Linked DNA regions of Mus musculus: all the other regions are linked to region 4. The links are chromatin contacts, called in public promoter capture Hi-C maps. All regions are on one chromosome and are shown on one strand. Each heading gives the region's core, a stretch centred on a gene start, on an enhancer-like site or on the middle of the called end of the contact. The rest is flanking DNA. Distances are from core to core; before and after follow the strand shown.

Region 1 (3,544 bases), core at 37-2,536, about 14 Mb before region 4:
ACTGCAATACCCCCCCCATCCCCCACCCCCACCAAACAACTCTCACGGTACCCAGTTGAGGCCCTAGTATTTACAGACTCTCTGAGAAGTTCCCAGAATTCCAAACGTCACACAGTTGTAGAAACTATGTGCAGCTGGCAAAATCATGAGCTGCTGGAGCAGGAGGCAAAGCTTAGTCAGCTGCGGAGAAGCAGCCCCATAGCCCCACTCCTGGGATTGAAACAAAAACATATTCTTATATTTCTGTGTTTTTTTTAAAGAAATGAAAATTCCAGAATTTTCACTACAGTTATGTGCATATGAACCCGTGTGAAGGCCAATCCCTAATTCCCTAGAACTAGGGTTACAGGCAGTCATGAACTGGGAACCAACTTGAGTCCTCCGGAAGACAGTAAGCACTCAAATATTGAACCAACTCTCCAGTCCTTAGGCAGGGCTGGATTCTTTTTTTAAAGACAGTGTTTCATGTAGCTTAGGCCGACCTTGAACTTTTGATCCCCCAGCATTTGAAACTTACCCAAGCGTACATCCAGCTTTAATTAAACTGAGGTGCCCATTACTATGTAGTCCATCCTGGGCTGTCCTGGAATTCACTATTCTCAAAAATCCTCCTGACTCAGCCTCCCAAGTGCTAGAACATTGCTGAGTTTAGAGCTACTCCTAGGGGAGGTGGCAGTTCGGGTATATAATACAATAAGTGTCTGTTGCACAGATCCTTGCATACAGTAAGTGCTCGGATCTTGAGTGTTGAGGTCTCCTGTCTAAGGCTGCACATTCAGTTCCGACTACTGATACTCAAGTCGGCTTTTATTATGCACCCATTTGTTTAGTTCATTTATCCTACGTATGACCATCAGCTTGCTACCATCTATGCTCCTGTTGCAGGAACGCAGCACAGCAGAGTACCAAAGGCTAAATTCCACAGGTGTGGGACTAACACTTCCCTAAGTAGCAGAGACTGGACCGGGCCCCACAATCCCAAAGAAACCAGTGACGAGGTACCCGTGGAGGCGGAGGCGGAGTGTCTGACATTCCTCACAGGCTCCGCCCAACACCTTCCCAGCAAAACAGAGGAAGTGGGTGCTCCCCCCACTCCCGCCCCCGAACCCCAGCCTTGGTCGGCCTCCGCCTTCCTCAGGCAGTGACGTCACAGGCTGCCGGGCGAGCGGCTCCTCATCACTGTACTTGTGAAAAAGCCGTGGGCGCCGGGGTTTCTCACGGCCCGGACTCTCACTCCGATCCGGAGCAGAAACTTGGACTCACCTTTACAGTTGCCCCGCAGAAACTTCCGGGGAGGGAGGGTGAAGGAGGGGCTGCGCGCGCATCCCCCACCGGCCGTGCGACAGCAGCGAGCAGACGCGGCCTATTTCCTCTAATACAGGGCATCCGGACAAGCTGTGCCCTGCTGGAAACTCCATTTCCCAGAAGCCTGAGCGACACGCCTGATTAGTCCATCCCCCTAATTGCTCACCGTTATTCGGCCTTCTCTGGGGCGGGCTTTTCCTTCTACTGCGCATGTCTGACGTCAATCTTGATGAAATACGTGACAGCCACCAATCAAAGGTCCTGTTGTCATTTTTAAACTCTCCTTGCTTCTGTGCTCTCTCTGTAATCTCAGTTTTGCCTTCAAACTGTATCTATGGCAACCCGCTGTCACCTCCAAATGGAATTTTCGGGGTGTAGAAGGTGAAAGTAGTCCTATAACAGGGTAGTGGGCCATCCAACCTTGGTGTCACTTAGCCATGAATCTGTTTCCTCTCTACTTCCTAGAGGGCTCAGTGGGTGGAGACCACAGGTGGTGGGTCCTGGAATTTGGCGCGGAGTTACCTGGGTGGGATAAATTTGAGGAGAAGTTTCTGGAACCGGAACTTCCTCGGAGGAATTTCCCCCTGTACTCTGAGGGAGCCCTCCTCATGAGGAGTTGGGTTTTCTTGGGATCCTGGAAAGCATATGTTCTTTGGGTTGCCAGCCATGCTGAGGTACGGAGACACGGAGCCATGCCGAGGTACGGAGACTAAGCCCAGGCGCCCATGGCCTTAGTCCTCTGTGGCCGGGGTGGGAGGCCCTGACAGAATGCTGAACCCTTGAGTGCTCACAGCCGGGCGTAGGCCCGGCTCTTAAGCGGGGGTTTCCTCTCGCGACCAATACCTACAATAATGGCCCAGAGACATCTATTGCTTCAGTTTCGGGGTATCAAACCCCCTCTTGGGCTTCTAAAGGCACTTAGGTGTACACACATAGCACTTTGAAGCAGTCATAAACAAATTTAAAAGGAAAGATTATTTGTATCTATTATTTGAGCATCTCAAATATATACTGTTATGTTCTATTTAAAAAGCCAGGGAAGCCAGGGATATGTTTGGTAGGGCGAGGTATGGTGCTGGGGAAGGGGGTGCCTCTGCGGGCCCATGCTGAGGCATCCCTTCCCCTTGAGGTACCAACCACAGTGGGTATAGTGTAGAATAGAGTTTATTTAGGGCATGGGGAGGGGAGTTGAGAGGTAGTAGAGACAGAGAAAGGTAGGGAGAGGGAGTAGAGGCCGGCCATGAACACGTGTAGAGAGAGGGGAATAGGGCAAGAAGGGACAGAGAAGGAAGAGAGTGTGGGGACTGAGGGGCAAGCAGCCCCTTTTATAGTGAGTCAGGCATACCTGGCTTTTGCCAGGTAACTGTGGAGTGGAGTGTAGAAGAAATGCTAACATTCCTTTGTTTTGGTTTAATTTTAAAAAAGGAAAAATTAGAAAGAGGCAACGGTGAAGCAAAAAATAGGGTCATCATGATCTTTAGCTAACTTTCTGTTGTTATTGGGGCAGTGTGTCTCTGGGAAACCTAAGAAGATGGGGGTGGGGATGTTGGTGAAGTCTTAGGAGAATTGGCTGTGTCCTTGCTGCTCAGGGTCTGTGGAACCAACTGTGGATAGATCAGAAGGAGCAGGTCCAGTAGAAGTATCTGTGGCTGTAAGAGAAAATTGGAGCATCTATGGGTTGTTTCTCTGGAGCTGTCTTATGTGTAGATTTTGAGTAAACGCTTGGATTTGGCAAGATGCTGAAACACACACACACACACACAGGAGGTAGAGAATAAAGTTAAGTACGTTTGGGAGAAAAAAAATTAGGTCTTTGGGGTAAGAGGAGTCCCAATCCCAGGAACAGGAGAGCAATCTCACCCTCTGGAATAGGTAGCCAGTGAGAACGTAGGCTATTGCTTGGCAGGTGTACTTACCTGGATGGAGACTATTTAGTCCATAAGAAGTAGATTGGAGTGGGTTTCCTGTAGTTTGTAAGTTTATAAAAGAGATAAATTTGTTAACAGCATGAATAGTCTTTAAGATGAGCTTAAGGAGGACAAAAACTTTTCATGGAGCAGAAGGAGCAAGAAGGGATTTTTTTTTTCTGTCTAGGATACTGAATGTGTACGTACATATATTTCTACATATGTATATATATATATATATATATATATATATATATATATGTATATATATATATTTACATATGTATATATATAGTAAAATGAGAAACAACCTTAAGTCCATTGTTAAAAGA
Region 2 (3,619 bases), core at 381-2,880, about 14 Mb before region 4:
GGTGGCAGCAGGGGTGGCGGCCTCACCTTGCCCTGGGGCTTCACCCCAGACGCTGTGAACACCAGTAACTTCTTTAAGCTCTCCCAGCCAAGAGAGGATTTCCGAACTCGCTTTTTCTGAGGCTCAGTATCCTCTCCCTCCTCCGGATCCCCAGGAGTGTCTGGTGGAGCATCTGGCTGGGATCCTGATGTGCTGAGCTCTTCCCAACGCAGGGTCAGGGGATATAGGCCATTAACCAGATAAAGGACATCCCCCAAGCTTAGAGAGCCAGACAGTCCTGGCTTCAACTCCTGGACCCCAACAGTTGACGGGTTAACACCCAGCTGCAGACAAAGGAGGAGCTAGGGTTGGCACCACCCCGCCCCACCAAATCCAATACCTTAGCTCCCAATCAATTTTTAATCTTCCCACCTATTCACTTCGTGTGGCCAGTCAGAACTTTGAAAGGTTAGTGGCTTCTAGTCTGGCACGGTGTTAAAGCGGAAAGCTGACCAGCCTTCTGAAGGGTTGTCATCTACCCGGCCCCTCTCCCAAGTCCTTGCTACCCGCTGCCAAGACACTGGTACCTGTTTCACTGCCACTGTCCGGCTTTCAGGGTCTGCAATCAGCTCCACTGAGGGTAAGGGGGTGGAGTCAGGGTTTACATCACGTACAGGGGCGTGGCCAACTACAGTCTACTACTAGGACTTAAGTAAGAGAGGCACTTTCTCCCTAGGACTTAAGTAAGAGAGGCACTTTCTCCCTTCCTTCCTCAATCCCCCAACACAGGTAGCCCAGGATAGCCTTGAACTCGCTACATACTAGCGGCTGGGCTTGAACTGATTCTCATGCCTCTACCACCCAATTCTCTGGATGACAGGGGTGTCTGCCCCCCCCCCCCCCCCCCGAGCCAGTTTATTCCTCAATAATAACAGGTACTTCGGAGTCCCTAGGATTGCTAGAGACACGGACTTGTCCAGAACAGGTATTTTTTTTATCTGTAGGGTCTGCTTTGTCCCATGAGATACATGGGGTAGACCGAGGTCTTGGGCATGGCTTGATGCATCACCGCCTGATGTAGCCTGCCCAGCGACCGTCTCTCTGTTGTCCTTCTCCCCTCCGGTGACAATCTCCCAGATCCTCTCTGTCCCTCCCATAATGCCTCGTCTTGCTTCTGGCTAGGCATAGGCTCCCCTGCTTCCTTCCAATCCCACTCTGCAGCAGTTCCATTCCCGTGCCCACCTTGGTTTCGGGAGCACTTCCGGTCCGTCACTTGGGTCAGGGGTCCCCGACCGAGGACCAGGGCTTGGCCATCCGACGGCAGGAATATAGGGGGCGGCCCACCGGTGGGGCTCTGCAGCCACAGGCGGCCCCGGGATCCAAGCTGTGACATCCTCGGATGCTGTGAAGGGGAACAGAATCACAGTGGAGCTTGCTCAGCAGCCGGCAACCCACCCGCCACCGGAAGTTCTGCTTTCCCAATGCGAGCCACACCGGAAATTCCGCCCCTTGCCCATGGGCGGGTTCGACGTTTCCCAAGCTACCACAACGGTTCCAATGCGCAGTGAGGATTGCATATAGGTAGAGTCACTTCTGAATTCATTCCAAAGCTCATCTATGCTATGGGAAAGACTGTTCGAAAATTTGGCTCCTCCCACGGCGCATGCGCAGTCCTGACTCGCTTGAGGCGCTCTGAGCCAGAGCGGATAGGGGTCACTCGCATCCATAGTCACTTGATCCCTACGCTAGAGTTACTTGTTTTTGTTTTGATTTTCTTGTATGTATGTATGTATGTATGTATGTATGTATGTATGTTTTAGTGAGACAGGTTCTCAGGATGTAGCCTTGTTAAAATTCTTTCCTAGGCATGGTGGCACATGAGTTTAATATTAATCCTAGTACTTGGGAGGCAGAGGCAGGCAGAGCCCAGCCTGGTCTACATAGTAAGATTCTGCCCCCACCGCAAAAATAAAATAAAGAGGAAGTTGCTCTCCTGGGGAAGACCTAAAAAATGCCTACCCTTCTCCAAAGGCCTGAAGTATATATAACCTGAAATATGATTCCACCACAGAGCATTCTGGGGAAGCCGACTATATTGGGCTTGCAGAGCATAGGTGGTGGTGGTTGTGTTGCTACCTGCAAAAAAACACACGGGGCAGTTTTCATCTAGCAGAAATGAAGCCTCATTTCATACTGCACAGACAGAGCCCTTCCCTTCCCTTCCCCCTCACCAGTATCCTCTAGCCCCTCCCCAAACCACAGGCAACTAGGGCAAAATTGCATATAGTTGCTTGTGAGGAACAGCTGGGTACTAAGGTCAGGGTCCCATGACCTTGCCTCCCCTTCTATGAGCGAAATCAAAAAGTCCGGCTGCAGTTATCTTTCAGCCCAGACAAGTTTTTTTTTTTTTTTTTTTTTTGGCGTGTATGTTAATCCACCATACACCCAAACTGGGCTCAAATTTCGGGATCTGTCTGTCTTCCAAATATTAGTATTAAAATAGAGCTCTACAGACAGGTTGGCAGCGCACGTCTTTCATTCTAAAACTGGGGAAGTGGAGGCAGAGGCAGGCAGATCTCAGTTTAGTGACAGCTTGGTCTTCAGAAGGGCTCCAGGACAACCAGGGCTACACAGAGAAACCCTATCTTGAAAAACACGCTCTAAAAGCTGGGGGGGGGGAGAGGAAGGAAGAAAATGCCATCACACTTGGCCATTGATGGGTTGTTTTACTTTTTGATACCAGGGGATTCACCTGCTCCTGTCTCCCAAGTGCTAGAATTAGAGGTGTGCGCCACTGCTCACGGTTTTTTTTGTTCTTTGAGGCATGGTCTCAAAAAGTCTAGACTGACGTGAACACCTGTGCCTCCTTAAACCCATCTCCCTGCTGATGGAATGACAGATGTGCGCCTTCATCATTCCTCTGCGTAGCAGCGGAAACAAACCAGCTTGTCCTTAGCATTTGAAGCGCATAGCATCACTATACACTCTTCCTTTGCTTCTATGATGCCGGTCCCTTTGCAATAAAGTGGGAAAATCGCTTCTAATTCTGGGACAAATACGCTAAAGCTCGGTATGATGGGGCAGATTGGAAATCCCAGCACAAAAACTGAAGAGAAAGGCTGGGCTACAAAGTGAAATCATCCCAAAAAGCAAAGTAACAAAAGGGAGGCAATCCATATTAATATTAATAGTGTGAAGGTGACAGTCCTCTAGCCCCTCTAGCCCCCTTTCTCATCTTTGGATGTTGGGAAATGGAGATTCCCTGGTTTGCCTTTCTACCGCTCCCACAGTTACGCCCCCAAGACTGGGTGTCGAACCCTGAACTTCATTTAATTGTCATGAACGCTTCATAGCATCACACTCACACACAACACGAACTCACTAGTCAGAGGTAAAACTTTAATCTCAGAGCGCCCCTCCCTACCCCCATCCCACTCTCCCGCACCCAAGTCTAGGGCCGGAAAGTGAGGCCCCCCTGGCCCCCCCACCTTGGGTGGGAGAGGGCCTTTTAAGGCACCTGTTAGGGTCGGGGGACAGGAAGCTGGTACTGTCCTGGGTACAGGACAAGTTTTGATGGACAGGCTGTCGTGCGGTGGAACCTATAGGGAGCGTCAGACCAGAGAGGGACCCAGACTGTCCC
Region 3 (3,817 bases), core at 1,124-3,623, about 14 Mb before region 4:
TCATATGTTTAGGTTTGGAGTGGGGAGCAACCCTGCTTCCAGGGCCAGCATCTCAGTGAATTCAAACAGTATGTGACAATTTACTAATATAATGTATATTAAATGTAAACATAAACACACATACATATATAAGTGTATAAATACATGCTTAATGAAAAACAGTGAGCGCATGACAGGTCCCAGTTATGGCAGAGGAGGTTTATTGTAGATATAGGGAAGAGACCATCCGGAGGCATTTGTAAGAGTCCAGACTGAACTGGGCCAACAGAATAAACCGGGCCATGGGGTCAGGGGTGAGAGAGGGAGGATGGGGGAACCAGGACACAAAGAGGACCAAGAGAGCTAAGGGACATGTAGCCAAAACAACTGGATTATGTGGGAATGAGAATCTTGGGGAAAAGGCTGAGGGTAGGGGTAACTATACACTAACAGGTATTGGTGATACTGAGAGGGACTGGCGCCGAGTCCACATATTAATATGCACCTCAGCTATCCGTCCAGGCTTTGGCTTTTGTTTGTTTGTTTTGAGACCTATCACTTATTTCTGAAAAAAAGCATGGGTTAGTGGCTGGGTCTCAGGACCAATTTTGTTGCATGACTGAGGTAACGTAGGCTCCAGCCTCAACTTTGTAAGAATTTGTTAGATTATCATAGCATGGCACTTTTAATCCCAGTACTCATGAGGCAGAGGCAGGAGGATCTATCTCTGACCTGGAAGCCAACCTGGTGTACATAGAGTTCTAGGACAGCTAGAATGGCGAGACCATGCTTTTAAAAGGGGGTGGGGGTTAAACCAGGTAGTGGTGGTATGCACTTCTAATCCTAGCACATGGGAGGCAGAGGCCTTGGCCAACTCTCTTAGGAGATGAAGGCCAGCCTGGTCTACAGAAGCAGTTCTAGGACAGCCATGGCTACACAAAGAAACCCTGCCTTGCAAAACAAACAAATCAACAAGAACAACAGTGGCCGGGCGGTGGTGGCGCACGCCTTTAATCCCAGCACTTGGGAGGCAGAGGCAGGCGGATTTCTGAGTCCGAGGCCAGCCTGGTCTACAAAGTGAGTTCCAGGACAGCCAGGACTATACAGAGAAACGCTGTCTCGAAAAAACCAAACCTAAACAAAACAAAACCAAAACAACAACAACAAAAAACAAAACAAAACAAAACCAAGAACAACAGCAACAAAAGTTAAGTAAAAGCAAGAATTTGTGCTTAATAAAGATTCCCAACTGTCCATAAGTGGGGAGTGCGGAGAAACAATCTCTGAATGTTTTCCATCTGAGATTCACACAAGTATTTCAATCTTTTGTGAAAAAGCTGGTATTATTACTTTTATGGGAGAGGGGTTGAGGCTACTTGTTTATTCACATTTAGCTGATGGCCAGGTCTCACTTCCTAGCTCAATTTGGCTTCCAACTAAAAGCAATCCTCTTGCCTTGCCTGGGTCTGTTTGCTTATTGCAGGCATGGGTCTGCACCCAATTTGCCTTTTTTATATTTACTTCTTCCTATTATGAAGCTGAATGCAAAAATAAATTCTTGTATAAAAAAGTTCCTGGGCTGGAGAGATGGCTCAGCAGTTAAGAGCACCAATTGCTTTTCTGAAGGTCCTGAGTTCAAATCCCAGCAACCACATTGTGGCTCACAACCATCCGTAATGAGATCTGATGCCCTCTTCTGGTGTGTCTAAAGACAGCTACAGTGTACTCACATATACATAAATAAATAAATCTTAAAAAAAAAAAAAAAAGTTCCCGAGGCGGGGACATCAAGAGAGTCCAAAGTGAACAAGATCCAGAATCAGGACATGTGAGGAGGAGGAGAAGGAGAAGGAGAGAGAGGCGAGCCAGGAGAGTAAAGGACCCAGTAACCAAATCGGCTGGATTATAAAGGGAAGGGCAGCCCAAGCCCTGAGCTGGAGAAGTTTAAGGTATGAAAAGCCTTTAAGCTTTTTAGGCTTAAAACCATCCTGTAACCATCTTGCCATCTCCAAATTTAAAATATTTAGAACCAACATACAGGGCTGGAAGAGGAGCTGCTACCGCAATAATGGGGAGGTAAAGGCAACAGGCTCAGAAGTTTAAGGCCACCCTTGAAATAAGAGATCCTGTCTCAAAATCAAGACAAAAATTTTTTTAAAAAGCAGCCATGCAGCACCGCTACAAAAGTAGAGAACTTTAAACTACTCAAAAAGGTTAAAACCTGCTTCGTTAGCCACCTGCGAAAAGAAACGAAAGAACTTTCCGGAACTTTTTTCTGAGTCCCAGAGGGGAACTACCAGAAGAAATAAACTTCCGGTGTGCCACTTCCGGCCGAGGCCTCACAGTCGGTGGCGCCCTGGCAGACCGGAAGTCTGTCACCTTTCCCGGTCCGCCTACTTCCGGAAGTGACGCGCAGCGGGGTTGCCGGAAGAAGTGGCGAAGTTACTTTTGCTTTTCGCTCAGCAAGCGCTGTTGCTTCGAGCTACTCCCAGGCTTCTGAAGTTACTTCCAAAGTGCTGTGGAGGCACAATCACCGGTGCGGACACAGAGGCAAGTGCGCCGGGCGGCCGGGCAGGTGGGACTGAGCCCGGTACGCGGATCGCCGTGGGTCCCGCTTAGCGCGCGCATCCTTCCCTCACTTTCCTCGCAGCTCTCGCCTCCCACGGCCGTTTCCAGGGCAACAGAGTCGGAGACCCCCTGCGACCCCCCTCCCGATCGCCGGTGCAGTCATGAGCCCCGCCTCCCCCTGGTGCACGGAGAGGGGCGGGGCCTGGAACAAGGTGGGCGTGACTCTACGGGGCGGGGCGTAGGGAAAGCCTATGGTTGGTGGGCGGGGGCGGGACACAGATGGGCAGAAGGCCTGCTGTAGATAGTCTGTGATTAAAGGCTTTTGATTCTTGGGGCGGGGCCTAGACCACTGTTGGGGGGGATTGGGAGGGGCAGAGGCATGGAGGGCGTGGCACAGTGAAGACCTATAATTGGCTTTGGGGGAATGAGAGGGGCGGAGCCTAGGAGGAACGGGGCGGAATTTGGGTTTCTGCTCCAGAGTGGGAAGGGGTGGGGCCAGGGACTTGATGGGATGGGTAGGGTCTGGGGTCTGTATTGGGGTGCGTTAAAGCCTTGAAGGAGCCTATGGTAGAAGGGTAATGGTTGCGCCCTGATGGGAGAGGCGGGGCAAAGTTAGGATCTCCCATGATAAGAGCACAGTTGGTGCTCACAGAAGAGGAATAGAGTTGTTGGGCTCTCTGAGGTCATGATTCGTAGAGAGGTGGAAGGAGCAGTGGGCCGGGTTGGGCATGTTAAAGTGTGTGATGTTTATTAGGAACTAGGGCTGGGAGTGGGGGCTCAATATAGAAGTTAAAAACACTGAGGTGTGGCACAGTCTTGTAATGGCAGCACTTGAGAGGCCGAGGCAGGAGTGCGGAAGATCCCAGGACAGCCTAGAGTAGTGTGTTCCAAGATTTTGGAGGTGGTTCAAGCTGTTCAGCCACATAGTTCGGGTAGCCTGAGCTGTATGAGATCATGTCTCAAGAGTCCGTGAGCACTGGAAGAAGAGACACCCCTATTATGCCCTGTAATTGGCTGGCTCCCCTATGTTCAGCAGGCTGCTTCGTGACCCACTATGTCTTCCCCCACAAGTTCTCTGGACACTCCCGTGCCTGGTGAGTGACGGGCTTTCCCTAGCCAGCCCCTTCCACAGTGTTGGAGAAGCTCACTGTCCTGTCTTCCTTTTCCTAGGGAATGGTTCTCCTCAGCCCAGTACCTCCGCCACGTCACCCACTATTAAGGAAGAGGGGCAGGAGACTGATCCTCCTCCAGGCTCTGAAGGGTCCAGCTC
Region 4 (3,324 bases), core at 75-2,574:
CATTACACTTATTCCCTCCCCCCACCCAGCACTTTCCATATTTCGCCATCCCAACTAGCTTTTCTCTCGGATGATACATATTTATATTTATTTTGTTCATTATCTTCCCCCATCAGCCTTTGATTTGGAGGTTTTAAATTTTTTTATTTAATGCATACAGGTATTTTGCCTGTGTATATGTTGGGGGTTCCATGTGTGCCTAGTGCCCACAGAGAGCATCTTCTGGACATCTTGGAGCTGTAGCTGGTGAACAGTCATGTGGGTGCTTGGAACAGGGAGTAGAAATCTGAGGACTCTGGAAGAGTAGTCAGTGCTAACTGCTGAGCCATCTCTCCAGTCCCTAATTTGGTTTGTTTGAGACAGATTTTCACTATGCAGCTCAAGCTGGCCTCAAATTCATGATTCTCCTGCACCCACTTTTCCAGTGCTGAGATTACAAACCGAAATCACCTAGTTCATACTAGCCTTTGAGCTTCCATATGGGTAAGGCTGTATTTTTTTTTTTTTTGATTATTGGTATATCCCCGAATTAAATAATCAAAGTCTTTAAAAGCCTGGACCGGGAGCGTGCTACCGAAACGAGAGGCCTGCTCAGGTCCAGATCAGTGAAAGCATCCTTCCGGAAAGGGTGTGGCTGCAATGCTTTCTAGGCACTTCTCTATCGTTTAAAAAAAGAAAAAAGACTGCACCTGGCTTTCTGAGAGGCATGAATGTCATAGCATTCCATACAGAAGCTTTTCCTAGAAAAAGATGTCAAAGGCTAGCCTCAAATAAGCGAATATAGGGAAACAAGGAAAGATGTCCAGTGAATAGGGGGAGGCCAAGTCGCACAGAGCCTAGGGTGGGGACACAGCGGGGTGTGCGAGATCAAAAAGCTTGTGGGCGGGGTCAGGATCAGGACTGACAGCGTGGGGACTGGAGGACCCGCATTTCGAAAAGGCTGCTTGTGGGGGATAGTCGTAGGCGAACCCAATGAAGCACGTCCGAGGAGCGACCGCGGGAGGAAAGGGCAGGCTGCTTAAGGAGAGAAGTGGCGGCAGCGGAGCATAAAGAATACAGGGTTTTATCTCAGGAGGGCCCTGACAGCCAATGCCAACCATCCATGGGCGTGGCGCTGTCAAACTTCGGGGGGTGGGACTGGAGAGACGGGGCGGGGATGGGGGCGGGAAGTAGAGCAGCACTCAAAGCCAATAAGCAGCCGCCTTGTGGGCGGGGCGTAGCCCTCAGGCCAAAACTGGAGCCAATGAGAAGGGCCTCCGCGTGCCCGCTGGCCCGCCCCTCATGGGGCGCGCGCCAGAGACCCCCCCGGCAGCCGTTAGGGGAGGAGCCTGCGACCGCCCGCGCGCGCCTCACGCCCTCCCCTTTGTGTCACCATGGCGGCGGAGGCGGCGGTGGCGAGGACTGCGAACGAGGGCTCGAAAGCCGCCGGGGTCTGAGGAGGCTACCGCGACCATGGTGGTGAGGGGCCCTCGGGGCCATCAGTCTGTGTGTCCGCGTGCCAGTCTGTCCGCGCGGCCCCGCCCTGCGCGCCCCGCCCCCGGCCCCGCCCGAGCCCGCGGCCTGCGCGCCGCCCCTCACCCTTCCTCGCGGTCCCCTACGGTCTCCACCTCGGTGCGGTCCTGGGTCGCGGCCCGGGCCTCGACCCCGCCCCCTCAGCGCACATTTCCTCCCTCCCCCTTCTGGGCCCTGAAAAAGGGGTGACAGTGGCGGAGGATCCGGACTTGAGAAAAGGGGGCTGGTTCAGGGAAGGACCCGCGCGCCCCATGAGGGCTTCCCCCCTGCAGGCGTCTGCCGAGGCTCCCTGGAAACCAGCCCCCACTCCAGCGCCCTCCTCAGCATCCTCATCCCCAGTCACCCTCCCGACCACCACCTCCTGCTCCCAACAGCCCCTTTCTCATTCCTGAGCCCCACCCCCATCTCACTCCATCCCCTGCCTGACCCTTTTCTTCTTCATTTTCATCCCACGCCACGCGCTCTCAATCCCTCCACCGACATCGATCTGAACCTTTATCGAAGTCTCTCCCGCCGCTTCCCGATCCTTACTCGAGGCCAACATCGCGCCTCCCGCCTCCGTTCCACTTGAGCCTTGGGGCTTCTCCATCTCCTTGTCTTCATCTCCCCTCCTCCATACTGCTCCCGCTCATTCATCCATTCATTCCCTCACTCCACAGACATTCACTGAGACCTCCTCTGTGCAGGCCCCATGCTCCAGGCACAGAAACAGTCAGATCCCATCCTGCCTTGGGGAGCTTCATGGGCTGGCAGGGGACAGACTCTGAGGGTGAGACCCAGGGATGAACTTGGGGTTGCAGGGACACGGAGGAGGGAAAAAGCCCAGTCTAGCAAATCCCCGAATCCCCATCTGGCAGCTGGTTATTTTATTCATCAGAGTTGCCCAGTCTATGCCGTGCAACTGGATTGGCACTGCGTGTCAGGGACCCAGAGAAGAATCATACATACAGTACTAACTCTGTGCTGATCTCTGTTGGGCATTGGCGGGGGTGGGGGTGAGGGTGTCAGCCTGGGGCCCTATTTCCAAAGGGAGAGATGAGTTCCTTGCAGGAAGCATCTCAGAGTGAGATGGATAAGCTCAGGTATAGTTGTGTAGTATGGGATGGAGAAAGCCCACAGGATGGGATGGAGACAATTGTCTGAAACAGCCTTAGATGGACAGAGAGGGCTTTCTGAAGGAACACACATGAGGAATGAGGAGGAGAGAACCTAGTGACGGTGTGCAAACCACATTCCAGTCTGAGGAATAGCCTTTGCAAAGGCATAGAAGGTAAATGAGAAGCTGGCACGTGTGTTCTGAAAAGTTCAGAGCTCTGAGAATTGGGGCAGCAGGGGAGAGACAGGACTGGAGTGGCAAACGGAACCCAGCTCAAGGAAGCTTGGCTCTCAGACCTGAGAAGTCCAACCTCATCTAGAATTCCTGAGAGTCACGGAAGCAGGAAAACCAATCACATTTGTACTTTGTGGAAAGCATCATGCCAGGAGGGGGAAAGATTGGGAACAGAAGACTGAGATGTGGACAGTGGCAAGTGACCGTACCCTTGCTGTATGGTTGCTACAGAAGGGTCTTAAACACGCACAGACAGGATCGGCATGCCCTCGCTCCTGTTGCCTGCTCACCCTTGGTCCCTGCACCTCCAGTCCTTCCTCCCAGACCACACAGGAAGAAACAGGCTGACTCCAGCCCAGCACTCATCTCCTGCTGACCTGCCCTTTTACCCCACGCTGCAGGACAGTGTGGAGAGCCTCCTGGCCCAAGGCCCAAGCTTGCAGATAACAATGCTCCTGTTGTTCCCGCTCCCATCTCTGGGG
Region 5 (3,708 bases), core at 441-2,940, about 14 Mb before region 4:
ACTGCATAAACATGAGCTTTGGCCAGAGGACACGAGTCTCCGGATGCTTCTGGAGGAGGCGAGGCCAGAGTGAGGGAGGAGCTAGACTAATAAGGGTAGGGGAAACAAGGTTGCAAAAACGGGGAATTCCAAGAGGGGTGGGGATATGCTAATGACCCTGTGTCCACCCTAAGCACAGCCACGAGCTCTCCTCCTGCAGTCCGCCTTTGGGAGGAGCTATGCTAATAAACCCCATCTTTGGGCGAAAAAGTTTTCTTCGGGGCGGGGATATGCAAATTAAATGTTGCGGTAGTTATTATCTAAGGACCACTGTTTCTGGTAGGTGTGGCTTGGGGCTCCTTCTCAGGGCCGTATATAGGGAGATCTTAGGACAGCACAGGTCTCAAAATTAATCTCCGCCTCCTCCCTGGGATTGTCGCCAAGTTCTCTGCCCCAGCTTCGTTCTAGAGGCTGGCGTCTCGGCCTGTCTATGGACTTAGGCTTCCGGTTCCCGCTGTCCCAGCCAAACGGAAGATAGACTGGGAGGGGAGCTGGGGCCCTGGAGGGGGACAGCAGGGTAACTGGGCAGGACGGGCTGTGAGATCACCACATTCCTAATCCATGAGCCAGTTCATCCTAGTCGGGAAGTCCGGGTCTAGAAGGGCCGACAGCCAGGATTTCTGGGCTTTGGAAGGATGCGGTTGATAGCTCAGACACTGGTTCCTACGAGAGTATTGAGTTAGAGACTTAGATTTCTCCGGTCCGACTCCGGTCCAGGGGGTCGGGAGGGGCTCCTTACTACTACTGGGAAAGCTGGGAGTCTGGACTCATGGGGCCAAAGGATGGAGAGTCTGGGGACCCAGAATTCTGAGTTCGAGGGCATGAGTGCTCCGGGAGGGTTGTGGAAGAATTTAGCACTTACATTTATGTAAGATATGGTATTGACGTCCTGAAAGGGAAGAGGATTGAAATTCCAGAGTCCCAAGGAAGAGGGAAATGAGTCTTCACTCATCTGCTCTGAACCAGAAGACTCAGAGTTTGGATTTTCCTGTCCTGAGTAAAGGAGCTCTGGTTTGACTCCTGAGTTCTGAATTTAATGGAGATTATTTTAAGTTAAAGCCTATTCTGGACATCTTAGAATGAACTTATCTCAAAACAAACAAACGAAAAGAGGACTATAGATATAGTTTAGTGATAACATAGAACGTTTGTCTACCATGTATGAGCATTTAAATTCAATCTCTAGTTCCCCCCCCCCAATAAATAATTTTAGAAGCTGGGCATGATAACTGACGAGTCCCAGCACTGGGGAAACAGAAGCAGAAAGACAGCAGCAAGTTCCAAGCCCGTCTGAGATACATAAGACAGCGTCTCAAAAAAATCTTCTTAGGATTTATAGGAGAAAAAAATTAGAAGGGTTTCATATTCAGAAAGGACGACCATGGGCGGGGTAGCGTCCATCTTAATTGAACTACAATTCCCATGGATCTCAACAACGGAGCGCCTTTTTTACATCACTTCCTGATCCGCCGCCTTTTTCCCCGCGCACGCAGGACACTGAGGGGGGTCGTACCGCGCGCTCCAGCAGCCCCGCCCACTTCACCTCTCACCCCGTACACTGTCCCCCGCGTGACGGAGTCTTCACACGGACTACATCTCCCGGCATCCAGCGCGCGCACTCCACCTCCATGTGACGCATTGATTTCTGGGAAACGGAGTCGCCTCCGGTGCTGCCGGCCTTTCGGAAACCCAGCTGGGTACTTGAAATCCCGGCAAGCGCCGCGGCAATTTGGTTCCGCCCTTCCCCAGCTCAAATCGCGAGCCCCGCCCCATTCCGCCCCGCCCCGCGCCGGGACCGGAGCCGCAGCCCGAGCGGCGGGGTAAGATGGCGGCGGCGGTCCGGGCCGCGGGGCTCGGGCCTATCGGGGTGGGCGGGGCGGAGTCGGGTCGCTAGTCGTCTCCGAGTGTCGCCCGTATGCCACGGGGCCTGGAGAGCGTAGCGTGGCACCTTCGGACCCGGCTGCAGCGGCCAAGGCAGTCTCTGAGTAGGGGGCCTTCTTAGGGCCCCGGACGCGCCCGTGGGTGCCAGAGGGCTTTCGTATGGCCTGGACCGCGACTAGGCCGGCCCTCCTTCCCATTGCTGAGCCTGGACACGTCTGCAGGCGCCGTAGATGGTTTTTATGTGCGACCGTAGGCTAGGGTCTGTTGAGAGGCTTTTGGGGCCATCTTGAGATCTTCACTCCCCCAGGAGTTAAGGGGGTCTGCAGAGTCACCTAGTTCACTGGGGTGTATTTGTTAGGGCTGGGAAGTCTCTCCTCATGCTGGCCTCTGCATTCGGCTCATCTACATGGATCTGGGACCATTTATGAGGCCTGGAAGCTCTCTTCAAGGACTAGGAAGTGTTAAGGTCCACCTGGAAGAAAGAGATGTACTCCCACCTAGGGAGAGGGAAGCAAGCTTTGTGATGTGCCCAGAGGCATAAATGAGTCGCTAAGGTCTGGGAAGTGTTTTATGTGGGGGTGACTCGGAGATAGGGGTGGGTGGGGTAGGGTGGGGTAGTTTGAAGGAACTAGAATCGTCCAATGATTGCAAGAATACAGTCTATGTCTTGGAGGAAATTCAAGTGCTTTTGAAGAGTAGATAAATGTGTAGAGAATAATAACAGAAAACGCTGGGAATTTTATCCAGCTCAAATGTACTTGCCTTTCAGAAAGTAATTAAAAAGAAAATGGTTTCAAACAAAAAAGAACCTGTGTTGTCCCCATGCTGAGGAGTTAGAATCATTCCTGAGGGTCTGTAGAGCTGTCTGGGATCATCTAGTGCAGTGCTCTGCAACTTGACCTTGATAGGAAGGGAAAAAATGCATTATTCGATGAGATTAAGTGCATGCCAACATATGTATTTTACTAATATTACTCCAGTCCTGCAAACTCATGGTTCCATTTGAAACTTGGAAAGTATTTTCCATTATGTTTTATGTACTTTGTGTAATGAGCTGTTTGTGAATCACTAAATTGCTCCCAGAGCCCTGTAATTGAGGGATCACCGATCTCACATGGTCTGCAGAGCCTTACAAGGTCTATGGTTTTGGGGATCTCCAAATCTGCAGCCAGGATCTCTTGGTACAATTTCTTTTCTGTGACAGTCAGTGCTTTGGATAAGATGTGTATCAGACTGTGAGAGAGCATCCTCAGAGCTGGGAATTATTGCTATACAGGGTAGGAAAGTCTTGAATGTTAGCTTAGAGAAGCTTGGATATGGTAGGGGGGCCATCAGTAAGGTATGCCTGAGGGAATCAGGAAGAAGCTGAAGGTTTGGAGAGCTGGAGCTGGGGGGGGTTGTGGAGGCCAAGGTATAGTTTCAGAGTAGGACTGAGACCAGGGCTGAGGCCAAAAGGCGAAACCTGGTCGAAGGGCTACTGATAGAATTATTGCTAATGTGTATCCAGCCATTTATATGTGGAAACCAGTGTGAGAGATACTACTATTTTGCCATTTTCAGATAAGCGCTAGTGTGGTTTAGGGAGCCTAGGGCTTTTAGGAATTCCAAGATTAGGTGTTTTCAGAGTAGCAGGTTTGACAGCTGTGGGGAGGTTTACAGCTGTGATGTTCATGTTTTCTGAAGCCTCAATCAAGACATCCACCAGTCTGAAGGATGCTCTTTCAACTACCTGACTGGGCACTCAAAGCTCAGAATTCCCGTGACATCACCGAGGCTTTGGCCATGCTT
Region 6 (3,363 bases), core at 712-3,211, about 11 Mb after region 4:
CTGGGTCCTCTGCAAGAGCAACTAATGCATTTAAGTGCTGAGCCATCTCTTTAGATCACCAATTTCTTTTTCTTAGAGGACAAAAACTTCCATTTCTAGCCTTTGGTGGTGGCCGCACACCTTTGATCCTAGCACTTGGGAAGCAGAGAGAGGCAGAGCTCTGTGAGATCCAGAACAGCCAGGGCTACACAGAGAAATCAAAAAAACTTAGATAGATGGATAGATAGACAGACAAACAGCCAGTTTCCAACTCTTAAATGTCAAATCCAGAGCCAAGGAGACGGCTCAGGGGACAGTGGTGCCTGACACCTAAGCTTGAAGCCTGAAAGTTACCAGATGGAGGCAGAGAATTGACCTCCACACAAATGCCCTGGCAAGTACACCCCCAACCCACACTACATAAAGAAATGTAAAAACAAAGCAAAATAATAACAGAAAAAGGTCAGATCCAAATCCATAACTTGAAAACCCAGAATACTGCTTATACAAAACCCATAGCTGAGTTTAGTGTTGTGAAATGCACCTGGAAGTTCCTATCACTTGAGAGATGGAGACAGGAGGATTGCTGCAAGTTTTAGGTCATAGCAAGGCTCAAGAAAGAAAAAAAGAAAGAAAAGAAAAGAAAGAAGGAAGGGGGGGCAGGCAAGATGGCTCAGTGGGTAAAGGTACTTGCCAGCTTCGTGACCTCACTCAGTTCAGTCCTGAGGATCTACACAGTACAAGGATAAAATCAAGTCCCACGGGTTATCTTTTGCCCTTCACAGGAGCTTCACAGCACTCATCCATGTGTGTACAGACAGCACAAAGACATGTTTTAGAGGCCAGAGAGATGCCTTCTCAGTTAAGAGCACTGGCTGCTCTTCAAGAGGATCTGGATTCAATTCCAGGTCTAGGGGAGCCAATGACTTCTGGCCTCTGCAGGTCTACATGCATGTAGTGCACAGACATACAGGCATGCAAAACATCCACACAAAAAACAAAAGGATGTTCCATTGCTATAACCTCAGCACTTGGGAAGTGGAGATGGGAGGAACTGGATTTAAGGCCAACCCTAGCTACACATCAATTTCAAGGCTAGCCCAGGAAACATGTGACCCAATCGAAGACCCAAACTAAACAAACAAAAGCTATCACTGGCCATTGCCCAGCTGCCAGCCTCTCCCTTAACCACCCTGTCATGCCATTTTACCAACGGGCAAACCGAGGATTGCAGAGCATGGCAGGTTATTTTTCCAAAGCAACCCAAGCCTAAACTCACACCGTAGTCCCAGGGATCCTTTTAACTCCCAAGAGCCCCCAAGTCTTCGCTCTTACCCCTGCACAGGGCACCTCTTCTTCCTCCAGTGGGATAACAAACTTCCTCCTGGTGGGTGGTCCTGAGGGCTGTGGCCGACTTTCCTCGTCCTTCCCAGGGTCCATCTGGGGCCTGAAAGGCGTGGCGACATCGTCGTAGGCATTTCCATATTCCAGAGGGAAACTCTGGCTCACAGTGGTATCCCCACCCCATCCCACAAAAGGTTGCCCGGTTCGCTAGCGTTAGGTTCCAGAGGACCAACCAGTGGGCCCGCCCCTTTCCTCCTTCTCACTCCGGATTGGTCTACGGGTCTTATAGCCCCGCCTACCTGCTATTACTCCCGCACGACACTCGCTCAGAGGCAATTGGCCCCGCCCCCAGGGGCACACCTGGATGCTTTCGCCTCGCCCAGTCCCGGCCTAGTCTCAGCCTCCGCAATGATTGGCTTCTTCCGCTGCCAATCATCAATCCCCGGCCTCCATCCACCTCCACCCTGTCCCTCTCGGTCCTAGCTCTGCGTCTAAGCACTGCCAAAACTCACCTGGTCTTTCCCGATGCCTAGAAGGAAATACCACGGGGGGAAACAGAGGCGACACAACGCCAGCACAGCCAGCACAACTCCTGCTAGACTCACTTCCGGCCGCTCTGGCCCTTCGCTCGTCTCGCTGCTCCCCGGAGGAGTTAGAGCGGGGAACTCTATTCGCGCTGCTCTCTATGGTCCTGGAGGACCGCTGTGGTTTGGGGCGGATGGAAGCTTGTGCATCTTGGTACCTGGGAGACTTTGACTTCAAGTAGTTGTGTTCCAAGGCCCTCTTGAGCGCTTCCCAGACTCCAGATCCGGCTCAGTGATGATCAAAGGAGGTGGGGGAGGGAAAGGAGGAAAGGAGAGAGAGACAGAGACAAAGAGAGAGAGAGACAGAGAGAGAGAGAGAGAGAGAGAGAGGAGGGAGGTGAGATTTCAGAGGACGCCCTCCCTGTAAGCGTGGGTGGACTCAGCCCACAGACATTGACTCACTCATTCTAAGCCATTCCCCACTTGCATCCCAAGCAGGGACTGATACCGACAGCTGTGGCTTAAAGTCCAGTGGGACAGTCAGACAGGGACAACCCAGAGCGGGCAGGGTCGGGAAGGGAGAGCCCAGAGGACATTGAGCCCGTGTTAGGGGGCACCTGACCCAGCTGGGGTGTGAGGACGGGCTTCCTGAAGGAAGGGACACCTGTGTTCCGAGACCTGGGCCCCATGAATGACTTAGTATGACTCATTTCCTGGAAGGACAGTTTCACCCCGTTCCAACTTGTAGTTCTGTGATTGCTAAGGAAATAGTTTAATGGTCTTATATATTTTTTGTTCTTGCTCATTTCCTTTGCCTATTCCTTTTAACAAAGATTGGCTCATATCCTTTGCCCATTTTTTCGAAATGAGCAATTCAACGGTTTTTTAAATTAAAAAGGGGGAGGAAAAGGAGATGAGCATCTTTTGATTACCGCCCATTTGTTGGAGTGATGCTTAAGGGCTGATGCTGTTAGTCACTTCATTAGGCTGCAAATCTTTCCTTCGAGTTCATACTTTTAAAAATTCTCCATTTAAAATTTTGCATGCATTTACCAACGTATTCTCCATTTTCTTTTGGTCTTCGTGTATTGAGAGAGGGCACGCCCAAAGGTCATCATATGTAATCCCTCTATATCTTTTTTAATGTTTTCCTAGTTGTGAGGTGTGTGTGTGTGTGTGTGTGTGTGTGTGTGTGTACAAGCACATGCCTACGCTGTGAATTCTAGGCAGAGACACTACTATTGAGCCATGGCCCCAGGCCTTTGGAAGTGTGATACAAAACAGAACTATTAATAGTAGCCAGGCGAAATGGCTCACACATTTAATCCCAACACACGAGGCAGAGACAGGCGGATCTCGGTGAGTTCGAGGACAGCATGACCTACAGAGTGATTTCCAGGTCAGCCAGAGCTACAAAATAAGATCCTGACTCAAAACTAGTTAATTTATCAAATTTAATAGTAAGTAACCGTTGATCCTAGGAAGGAAAGGGGTTGAGCTGCCAAGGAATCAGAGT

The links. Promoter capture Hi-C pulls out the DNA fragments that hold promoters and counts their contacts.
Region 1: a promoter capture Hi-C map of second pharyngeal arch cranial neural crest shows a contact between it and region 4. The contact joins the promoter of Vrk3 here to the promoter of Arhgap33 in region 4. A contact is called at or near these places in 3 of 39 promoter capture datasets (cranial neural crest, frontonasal cranial neural crest and second pharyngeal arch cranial neural crest).
Region 2: a promoter capture Hi-C map of pre-B cells shows a contact between it and region 4. The contact joins the promoter of Pnkp here to the promoter of Arhgap33 in region 4. A contact is called at or near these places in 3 of 39 promoter capture datasets (cranial neural crest, frontonasal cranial neural crest and pre-B cells).
Region 3: a promoter capture Hi-C map of second pharyngeal arch cranial neural crest shows a contact between it and region 4. The contact joins the promoter of Nr1h2 here to the promoter of Arhgap33 in region 4. A contact is called at or near these places in 4 of 39 promoter capture datasets (cranial neural crest, frontonasal cranial neural crest, maxillary cranial neural crest and 1 more).
Region 5: a contact with region 4 is called in a promoter capture Hi-C map of pre-B cells. The contact joins the promoter of Scaf1 here to the promoter of Arhgap33 in region 4. A contact is called at or near these places in 3 of 39 promoter capture datasets (cranial neural crest, pre-B cells and second pharyngeal arch cranial neural crest).
Region 6: a promoter capture Hi-C map of pre-B cells shows a contact between it and region 4. The contact joins the promoter of Ercc1 here to the promoter of Arhgap33 in region 4. A contact is called at or near these places in 3 of 39 promoter capture datasets (cranial neural crest, maxillary cranial neural crest and pre-B cells).

What each region holds. Positions count from the first base shown.
Region 1 is chr7:44,746,371-44,749,914 of GRCm38.p6, reverse strand. Vrk3 (vaccinia related kinase 3) reads right to left here and starts at 1,286. Exons shown (of 15, transcript NM_133945.1): 1 at 1,264-1,286. It overlaps Zfp473 (zinc finger protein 473), which reads left to right and starts at 1,566. Exons shown (of 5, transcript NM_001289836.1): 1 at 1,566-2,005.
Region 2 is chr7:44,855,157-44,858,775 of GRCm38.p6, reverse strand. It overlaps Pnkp (polynucleotide kinase 3'- phosphatase), which reads right to left and starts at 1,630. Exons shown (of 16, transcript NM_021549.3): 1 at 1,222-1,630; 2 at 567-613; 3 at 27-323. The coding sequence starts at 1,372. It overlaps Akt1s1 (AKT1 substrate 1 (proline-rich)), which reads right to left. Exons shown (of 5, transcript NM_026270.4): 5 at 3,355-3,619.
Region 3 is chr7:44,552,521-44,556,337 of GRCm38.p6, reverse strand. Nr1h2 (nuclear receptor subfamily 1, group H, member 2) reads left to right here and starts at 2,373. Exons shown (of 10, transcript NM_001285517.1): 1 at 2,373-2,529; 2 at 2,630-2,759; 3 at 3,584-3,641; 4 at 3,718-3,817. The coding sequence starts at 3,602.
Region 4 is chr7:30,533,060-30,536,383 of GRCm38.p6, reverse strand. Arhgap33 (Rho GTPase activating protein 33) reads left to right here and starts at 1,324. Exons shown (of 22, transcript NM_178252.3): 1 at 1,324-1,458; 2 at 2,172-2,281. The coding sequence starts at 2,204.
Region 5 is chr7:45,014,231-45,017,938 of GRCm38.p6, reverse strand. It overlaps Scaf1 (SR-related CTD-associated factor 1), which reads left to right and starts at 1,690. Exons shown (of 11, transcript NM_001008422.1): 1 at 1,690-1,859.
Region 6 is chr7:19,343,669-19,347,031 of GRCm38.p6, reverse strand. It overlaps Ercc1 (excision repair cross-complementing rodent repair deficiency, complementation group 1), which reads right to left and starts at 1,961. Exons shown (of 10, transcript NM_007948.2): 1 at 1,836-1,961; 2 at 1,315-1,426. The coding sequence starts at 1,419.